Regions from separate parts of the Sus scrofa genome. Here region 1 is linked to region 2. The links are chromatin contacts, called in public Hi-C maps. All regions are on one chromosome and are shown on one strand. The core of a region is the stretch at or near the end of the contact, and the rest is flanking DNA. Distances in the headings are between cores, read along the strand shown.

Evidence for each region. Hi-C and Micro-C count contacts between places; a contact is called where the count stands out from the background.
Region 1: a contact with region 2 is called in a Hi-C map of liver, with 2.9 times the contacts expected there. The contact joins the promoter of EGFR here to the enhancer-like site in region 2. A contact is called at or near these places in 1 of 5 promoter capture datasets (liver), 7 of 47 Hi-C or Micro-C datasets (embryonic fibroblasts, epiblast stem cells, liver and 3 more) and 1 of 2 datasets of contacts at active chromatin or transcription factors (skeletal muscle).

What each region holds. Positions count from the first base shown.
Region 1 is chr9:139,299,082-139,303,838 of Sscrofa11.1, forward strand. It overlaps EGFR (epidermal growth factor receptor), which reads left to right and starts at 3,329. Exons shown (of 28, transcript NM_214007.1): 1 at 3,329-3,529. The coding sequence starts at 3,442.
Region 2 is chr9:139,157,664-139,162,172 of Sscrofa11.1, forward strand. No RefSeq gene overlaps it. Among named protein-coding and RNA genes, the nearest start is that of SEC61G, 24 kb to the left of the region's middle. Within about 2 kb of position 2,933, at least 21 of the 83 cell types and tissues checked have an H3K27ac peak or open chromatin away from gene starts, as enhancers often do. A contact at or near this core is called in liver, omental adipose tissue and retroperitoneal adipose tissue, where this site is marked.

The DNA.
Region 1 (4,757 bases), core at 2,079-4,578, 140 kb after region 2:
GATCCCTGGCCACACTCAGTGGGTTAAGGAGCTGGTGTTGCTGTGAGCTGTGCTGTAAGTCAAAGATGTGTCTAGGATCCCATGCTGCTGTGGTTGTGGCGTAGGGCGGCATCGGTAGCTCTGGTTTGACCCCTAGACTGGGAACTTCCATATGCTGCGGGCGCTGCCATAAAAAAAAGAAAGAAAGAAAGAAAAGAAAAAAGAAAAAAAGAAATGCATGTTCTCATAGAATTTCAGGTTTGGAAGGGATCTAGTCTAGCCCTTAACTTACAGGCTGCCTGAGCACTGCCTCTGCCTGCAAATCTAAGGATGGAAAACATTCCTCTCCGAGGTCGCTCATCCCACTCTTAGATAACTCCAGTAGGTCATAAAAGGTAATTTTTTAAATTCTGAAAACTGCCATTCCGGTGTTTTTCCTCTTCAACACTGGCTTTGACCTCAAAGGGCAGAGAAACAGGTGGTCAGATGCCTTTTGCCTAAAATGGAACTTAAAATATTTGCAGCCCTCCTATCCTCACCCAGCCCAGTAACTCCAGCTTCTCCCCTCTTCCACAGGCGTGTGGTTTCAGGGGATTCGCTGCCATGCTCCTTCTAGAAGGGATTAAACTCTTATTTAAAATACTCAGAAACCTCTTCAAAGAGAACTCCTTATCAAAGGAGGGGAAAAAAGATTCCTATTTGTAGCTGGCAAAGTAATGAACAGCCTGTGTTATGAAAATGGATAGCTCACAGGAGATTTACCGTGGGAAATCCTAGAGTCTCAGTACATACTTGGTGTGCATGGATGCTTTACTGGGAGTTTTTTGGCTAAGTGAAAATTTTGGTTGTAAATTCTCCAAAAAGTTTCCAAGACATTCTGAAATAGAATCTGGGAGCCTGAAGTCTCCATGTGCCTCAGGCTTAGAAAAGTTGAAATACGAGAGAGCTGAAGCACACAGCCAGGGTCTGGGTTTCCGGCTGGCCTCAGGACTAGCAAGGATGCTTTGGGGCTTTGGGCAAGTTATTTATTTAACCTTCCTCAGCCACAGCATCATCTTGCAGACAAAAGCACAACCTAGCTCATGGGTGGTCAGGTAAGTTAATTTCTGATCAGTACAGTGGAGTCAGGGCTGCTGCTGGGGGTGGTGCTGGTGGTAGCTTTTGCCTGGGATATGGCCCAGGAGGGGACCTGGGATCACTTTCTGCAGAGGCTGGTTGCCTGGACCTCCTCTGTGCAGGGTCCGGTCTGGGCAGAGCTCTGCTCTCTCAAGAGGATGCCATTTCTGCCAGCTCAGCCACACGGCTTTTACTTAACAAGCAACGCATTTATGAGTACACTCTGCTACCTGTCAAGGAGCATAAAGTCATCCTGAATGTCACCTCTCCCATCACAAGCTCCACAAGTTTGAGGAGCAACTCAATATTCACATGCACGTCCCAGGAAGATGCTGAGTGGGCCTGTTCCTCTCCAGTCACTGGGACCAGTCTCGTACTGGCTTGTGTGCCTGGAGTGTCACACTGCCTCCTCAAATAATAGTTTACAGGGAGCTCTGCTTCTTGAGACGCTATCAGGTCACAGGACGGCCATTGTACCAGGACGGCACCATGACGGCTGTTGATTACAAAGAAGTGGTTCGTGAGAACCCTAAAGTCTTTCTTTTTTTTTTTTTTTTTTTTTTTCCCACACTACTGGCATATGGAAGTTCCCAGGCCAGGGGTTGAACCCCAGCCACAGCACACACTCAGCTGCCACAGAGACACTGTAGGATTCTTAACCCACTTCCCCACAGCAGGAACTCCAGAACCCTGAAGGCTTTACACACTGACTTCTTTTGTGGGACTCATGGGAGAAATTCTTATGCATGCTTAAAAAGTCACTGTAGCTTCAGTAGCTTGGTGTTTTAACACACGGACAGTTCGATTTGTGCTACCACACAAATGTTTCCTTTATAAAGGCTTAGGACCCCATCTGTGGCCCTTGTTGGGTAAATGTGTGGAACTCCTGTGAGCAGATGAGCTACAAGACACACCCTGGCTGCGTCCTCTGCCCACTGCTGTCACTTTGGTGCCCTTCTCTAGCAGGTGGCGCTTTTCTTTACAGACCATTTCTGCCTTCGTTTGAAGAGCGTGGAGGGACCAAAGCCATGGCCTGCAGAACCTACAAAGCCTTCTTCATCCTTAAATGGATGAAGGGACTTCCTTAAAACAAAGAAACAAACACAAATGATTCTCATCTTAAAGTTCCACGGACCCAATGCTCGGTAAGGAAAGATGCAAAGCTTTGCTCCCCCACATGTAGGAAAGGCCCTGCTTTAGCTCCACTTACTGCAGGTTTATGATTCCTGCTTAAAAGGTGGGGCCAACCAGAGCTGAAGGCCCGCGAGAAGTCACAATGGGTCTTGTGGGAGAGGGAGTCGGCTGTAGACAGGCAGAAGACATCTGTCCTGAAGGAGGAGGAGGAGTAGGGCAGGGCGGGCTTTGCTGGAAGCATTTAGCTAAAACCTTCCTGCAGCCCGAGAAAGCCGGCTTTCTTCTGGCCGAATCCTGAGTAGGTTTCCCCGGCTTTTCTCCTGTCAGAGTTGCAGCGTGGTTGTCTTCAGGCAGGGGGGCCCACAGCTAGTGTGTGTGCTAAGCCTTTATTCTAAGTGCTTGACTTTTTTGAAGTGATTTCCTGCAATCATTCGTCTTTCAAGTACTGCTCGCTGGTGCACGGCCCATGAAATGCTGCGGGCTCCTTTGGTGCCTATGCATTCACTCAACAAACATTTCCCCAAGGCCAGAATCTGTGCTAGAGGTGGGAGTCCTTATTTCAGATGATTTCAAGGGTGCTTGACGGGACCTGAAGGACCCTGGGACTTGAGTGCATCTCAGAGGCCAGGGGGCGCCTCTGCCGCCAGGCCAGCCTCTGACCCGCCCTGGGATCCCGAGGTGCTCAGAGAAGTTGGGGCCACAATTAAACAGTGGTCTCCCCCGCTGGGCCAGCATCCGGCCTTGGGCAGAAGGCTCGGTCTGCTCCGCGCCGGGACACGTCTGCTCTGCAACTTGGAGGACGGCGGAGGGGAATGGGCAACCCGGGGGCAAAGGTGGCTCCAGGAAGGTCAGGTCGCCAGCAGCAGGCAAGTGGGCGAGGACCTGCCCTGCCGGCGGGGCAGCGCGGGGCAGTCCTCCCGGGGCTCGGCTCCGCAGCCCGCTCCCGCGCGGCGCTCCTCCCGCTGTCGCCTCCTCCGCCCCGCGCGCCGCCCGCCCCTCCTCCCGGTCCCTCCTCCTCGAGCCCGGCCTCCCCGCGCCCCCGCCCCCGCCCCCGCGAGCCAGACGTCCGGGCGGCCGGCGCAGCGCGCAGCCTCCGCCCCGGCTCGGAGCTCACGCCCGCGGCCCGCGCGATCCCCGTCCGCTCCGGCCGCCGAGCCCGCGCCCCGCGCCCCGGCCATCGCTGCGTCCCGACCGAGCGCCGAGCCCCGCGCGATGCGACGCTCCTGGGCGGGCGGCGCCGCGCTCCTGGCGCTGCTGGCCGCGCACTTCCAGGCGAGTCCGGCGCTGGAGGAGAAGAAAGGTAGGGGCGACCGCGCCGCCGTCCCGCCCGTCCTCAGGCGGCCGCGCAGCCTCGGGCGCGGCGGGCCGAGGAGCCCGAGCGCCGCTTCCCTTCCGCCCTCCCGGCCCCCGCGGGGTGGACGCCCCGGCGAGCGCGTCCCCGCACGTGCGCCCGCGGTGCGCCGGGCTGGGGGGCGGCGCAGGCGGGACGCGGGGCCCGTGCCCGGACCCCGGGACCCGAGCGGCCCTCCGCGCCCGGCCCCGCACCCGCGCCCCACGCCGGAGCCAGCTCCCCGACCCCTCTCCTGGCGCGGCCTTGACCCAGAGGCTCGAGAGCTCGTTCCGGGCACTGGCCACCTGCGCTTCGGGACCGGGAGGCCAGAGGTCCTCCGGCCCCACCGCCCCTCCGCGTCCCGCAGCGCCTCCCGCCGTCCGCATCCCTCGGGCGGCGAGTAGCCACTTCCCGGGACTCCCGAGATTTGTCCCCTCTTGCAGCCCTTGGGCGGCGTGTCCGCGCTTCGCAGTGGAAGGGACGGGGCGGTGGGAGCGGCCGCGGCAGGAGGGCCAGTTCTGGGGCGAACGGTCCAGGGGCGGGACGCATCCGGGCCGGCCGGGTCCCCACAGTTTCAAAATATGGCTCACAGCAAGCGTTCCTCCTCAAAATCTAGAGATTTCTCTCTCTGGGATGTGTCTTTTAGCTTTTTGAAGAATTTGACATCAGGCCAACCAAAATATTAAACTTTAAAAAAAAAAAAAACCGGATTGATGTCCGTGGTTCACGTGGGCCAAATGTCCAGACCAAACATGAGCGAGTCTGGCTTCGTGACTACCGACCATAAACCCACTTGACATGAGAAACATGCCTGAGAAGGTTTAATTGCACAATTTCAGACTCAAGCAGCCGGGGTTCCAAGAGTCAGGTCTGTACTTGCTGTTGATGTCACTGGCACAGCGAGACAGGGTTTGGTGCTGAGTGCGATGGTGGGGGGAGCAGTAAGTCCTAAAGCAGTGCACCCCAAACTTGGCTGCAAATTAGAATCGGTTGGGATTTAAAACGAAACAAGACACCTTGTCTGGCTCCCACCCCCAGACTGCCTAATTTCACTGGTCTGGGATGAGACTGAGGCATCTGGATTTTGAAAAGCTCCTCAGGTGCTTCTGCTGGGCAGCCAGGCGTGGATCTCACTGGCCATGGAGGTGAAATCCCTGAAGTGATTACCTGCAAGGGTCAAAAGCTCTTTCAGAACCAC
Region 2 (4,509 bases), core at 1,683-4,182:
AATTATGAAAAGTACTTTAGGTTTTAATCGATGCCTGAATTTTTTCCCATTTTCTTTTTATTAACAAATAGCATTGCTGTGGTGCATTTGTTACAAGCAATGAACCAACACCGACGCACTGTTATTAACTGACAGCTCTTTCTGTTGTGTGGTTTATGGTTTTGACAAATGCATAATGGCATTTACCATCATTTACCCACAAGGGCTGCCCTGCCCTAAAAATTGCCTGTGTTTGACCTACTCAGTCCTCTCCCCCCAGCTCCCATCCACTGGCAACCATCAGTCTTTTTAGTTGGAATCATACAGTAAGGAGTCTTTTCAGATTGGCTTGGCTGCTGCTGCTTCCTTTCCTGAGATTTACCTGACGGCGTCATGGCATTAGGTCGAAGGGCCCGAGAGCACGATCTGAAGCGTGTCTACATTGTAAAATGATGACCACAACTGGTTTAGTTCGCATTCATCACTGCACATAGTTACCGAGTATGTGTGTGCTCGCGTGATAAGAACTTTTCCTTCCATGGCACATGGAAGTTCTGGGCTAGGGACTGAGCCAAGCTGCAGCCCCAAATTACGCCACCGCCACGGCAGCGCTGGATCCTTAACCCACGGTGCCACCGCGAGAACCCTAAAAAGAACTTCTAAGATGTCTCTTGGCAACTTTCAAATACACGAGACAGTGTGGTTTCTGAGTCACCATATGCATCCACATCTCCAGGACCCGTCTGATAAATAAAATATTCCTACCTTTTCATCACCTCCACCCTCTGCCTCTGGAAACCACCCAGATTGGCCTCTTCTTAGAAGATGCGCTTGAGATATTTCCATGTGTTTTTGTGGCTGGCTGGCTCTTTCTTTTGTCGGTGAGTGAAACTCCACGGTTTAAAGGTGTCATGGTTTATTCACTTACCCACTAAGAGCATTTTAGGTGCTTCTAACTTTTGACACGTATGAATGAGGCTTATAGTTAACAGAAAACAGGTTGCCGTGCTAACTCAGCTCTGTAACTTCTCGCCCATCGTAGACGAGCCGTGGAGAGTCTGTGCAGTGGTGCTGCTCTCCTCTGGGGAGTTCACATCAGCTCTGCGACGCTTTTCCCCGGTATGTGTTGAGGAATAAATACACCTTAACCGCTGAGCCCAATACTTCTTGATAAGCTAGCACGTTTAGCATAAAGTCTGCCAAGACAACGAAAGGATTCAGGATCCTTTAAGGAGATACGGATGGCACTGAGGAAAGTTCGACTGAATGAGAGCATCTTCGAGAGGGTGAAGGCATTACGGGGAGCAGGAGAGGCAGACCAGGCCCCCCGTAAAAATGATGGCCTCAGGTTCCGAGAGGGCACAGAGCTCCCCACCATCCCTCCTCAAGGAGAGGGGCCAGCTGACAGCTTGGTCTCAGACCATCCCATTCCCCACAAACTTGATTCCCAAATCTGTCAGTCGAGCAGGCTCCTGAGTACGGAGAACACAAAGGGATGGGTGCCGAGAGGGAAAGGGGGTAGGGGTGGGGGGAATGAGGAGCTTGGGATCGGCAGATACACACCACTGTGTACAGAACAGAGGGACAGCAGGCACCTGCTGTAGGGCACGGGCGGGCTCCTCAATATCCTGTAATAAACCACAGAGGAAAGGAATCCGGAAAAGAAGGTTCATGCGCAGGTAGAGCTGAGTCACTTCGCTGTGCACCTGAAACAGACGCACCATTGTAAAGCGATTATACTTAAATTAAAACCAGACATCAAAAACCAAAAGAGGTAAATCCAAAGAGAAAGCCAGCAGAGTAGTGTTTGGGGGGGGTGTGGAGGTGAGAATGGGGTTTCCTTTCAGGGTAATGAAAATGTCTTGGAAATAGAGACGGTGGCTGTATAAGATTGTAAATGTACTAAAAACCACTGAATCATGCACTTTCAATGATTAATTGGATTACTGGTAGTTAATGATTAATTCTACGTTGTATGAATTTTACCTCAATTAAACAAAATCTTCTGAGTATCAACTTTCTAAAACAATACTGACATTGAGGCCAATGAGCTGTACATTGATCTCTGTCTCCGATGTCACAAGACCCCCTCGAAGGCGACTGAGGGTGACTTTTTCAAGCTGATTTTTACAGCCTTAAATGAGAACACCCCGTGTCACGGCGAGGGCGGACCCGGGTTGGAGGGCCTTCCGTTCAGGGCGCCCCTCTTCCTCGCCCAGGGGTCCCCGGGCCTTGCCCACGAGCTCTGAGGCCCGGCCCTGCGCACACTTGGTCCCCAGGGGACCGTCAGCGCCAAGGTCACGCCAGCCGGGGCCCGGGCTCCAGCTCCTCGCGGAACCTGAGCTGCTCGGGGCCCCGCGCTCCCGCCGCCAGCCTCGTCGTCCCCTTCCTTTTTCCCAGACCCCGCATTTTCCGCTCCTTTCCCTGCTGTTCTTGACCAGCCCCCGCCCGAGGCGCCGGCGCGGGGTTGGCGGGGGTCCTCGTGGCGACGCTGGCGTCCCCGCGCCCGGCCCGCGCTTGTCCCTGTGCGGCTGAGGCCGGGCCTGGGTCGGGACGTCGTTTTCCAGGTGGAGGAGCAGCCCTGGGCCCGCGTCGGCTTCAGGAGCTCAGCCCGAGCTCCTTGGACCAGAGTCACACAGACAGTTTTGACGCCAACCTCTGTTTCTTTTGGCTTCGGGGGAGGACGAGAAACTTGAATTTGGCCGCGCAGGTCAGGAAAGCAACTGTCACCGCCAGCCGCCTCCCTTTCAACCAGCCTGAGCCCCTCTCCGTCATGGCACAGGCTCACCCCGCGATCACTTGAGGGGGTTTCTAGGTCCTAAGGGACCGTCCCACGTCGGCAGGGGCACCTTCCTCGGACGTCCTTCCGTCCACATGAGGGCCCCGCAGGGCTCAGCTCCAGCGTCAGGGAAGAACGATTCCTGCTTGTTTCACAGCCCCAGACTCTTTTGTTTGTTCAGTCACCTGGGCCAGATAATCGAGAGAGACGCAGACGGTAAACACCAAGTCCGCCTCTGTGTTCACCCCGGAGTGGTGGCCATGTGACCCTGCTCTCCGCCTGTGCTTGTTTTTGTTTTTAAAGGGACCCTAACTGGTGCATTAGGAGCCTGAGAGAAACTACTGCGCAAAGAACTGGAGACGCAGAAGGACACAGAGTCTGTCCTGAGTGTGACCTTCAGCTCAGCACTTTGTGTGCAGAAGCCGTGGGGGAGGAGGGGAGCCAGGGGCCCAGCTCAACTTGGCATGTGGTGTTTGGCCTGGATTCCAGAAGCTACGCCCAGGACTGAGTGCAGAGGCTGGGCGCACAGGGGTCCCCGCAGTGTGGCTCAGTCCTCCATCCTGATGGAGCACAGGTGGGCTAGGGTGGGTCCTGGAGAAGCCGTGCTGGGGTGCTGGAAATCCTTCCAAGCTCAGCAAAGACGGAGAGGCGGTATCTCAGGAGCCATGAAAGCATTAGAGCGCAGGGCTGTGACAGCATTCCCTAAGGTCACCTTTGAGACTGGTCCTCCCCTTGAAAAAGGCGCCAGAGGAAGATGCCACATTCGGTAAGCCATTCCCGGGTTTCAGTCTGTGTCCTGGGCCACCTGTCGAGCACCTGCCCATGTCCTATCCCTGCCTCCAGGGGACCAGGGCTGGCGCTTGGCAGATCAGGACATTCACCACGCGCTGTTCACAGTTAGGAAAGGTGCTTGTCACCACTGAAAGCTGCAGCAGTAGAAGTCCAATGAACCAGGAGTAAGCGCGTCTCAGCCCCTGAGGAGCCAGAGGAGACGAGCCTTCAGCCCCGCCTTTTCTCCTCAAGCAGAGGGTTTTTCGGGGCCGTCACTGATGGATGTGCATTGCCTTCTTGTACCCTAAACCAGGAAGCCCACACTCCAGTATTTTTCTCAAAATACTTTTATCGAATGAAGTCTTTTCTCTGGTATTTGAAGCCACTTGTTCTTTCTCGGTTCTCTGCAGAAACACTTCCCTGGAAAATGCCTTTGTCCTTTTGTCAGTGGACTTAACGTGCACTTTATGGATAAAGGCTAGAGTGACAATAGCAGGGTCACTTTGCAGACACTCTGCCACGGGGCAAAGTCCCGTCTCCAGGAGCAGGTCCGCATCCTACCATCCTCTCTCAGTTATCCGTGCCTCCTCCACCTTGCGTTGACTTTTCTGAGGTTTTGCCTGTAAGGTGCGTTTCCTTGCACAAGCTCCTGTGAATGTGAGCGTATATACACTCGCAGCTTTATTATAATTTCCACACTCATGGAGACCTTGATTTCCATCTTTTAAAACAAGAGCACATGGGGGAAAAATTGTAACTGCAATGTACACATCTAAGGATAACCTGACCCCCTTGCTGTACAGTGGGAAAATAAAATAAATAAATAAATAAATAAAACAAGAGCACACTTAACTCTTGGATGCATCCTTTAAAATGTAAAAGAAGAGTTTGATTCAATAATCAACCTGCAAGTGGGTCTGGAGATTCTGCCATACAAAAAAAGCGTCATGTTCTAGAAATGAGAAGAAAATGGAAAAGCA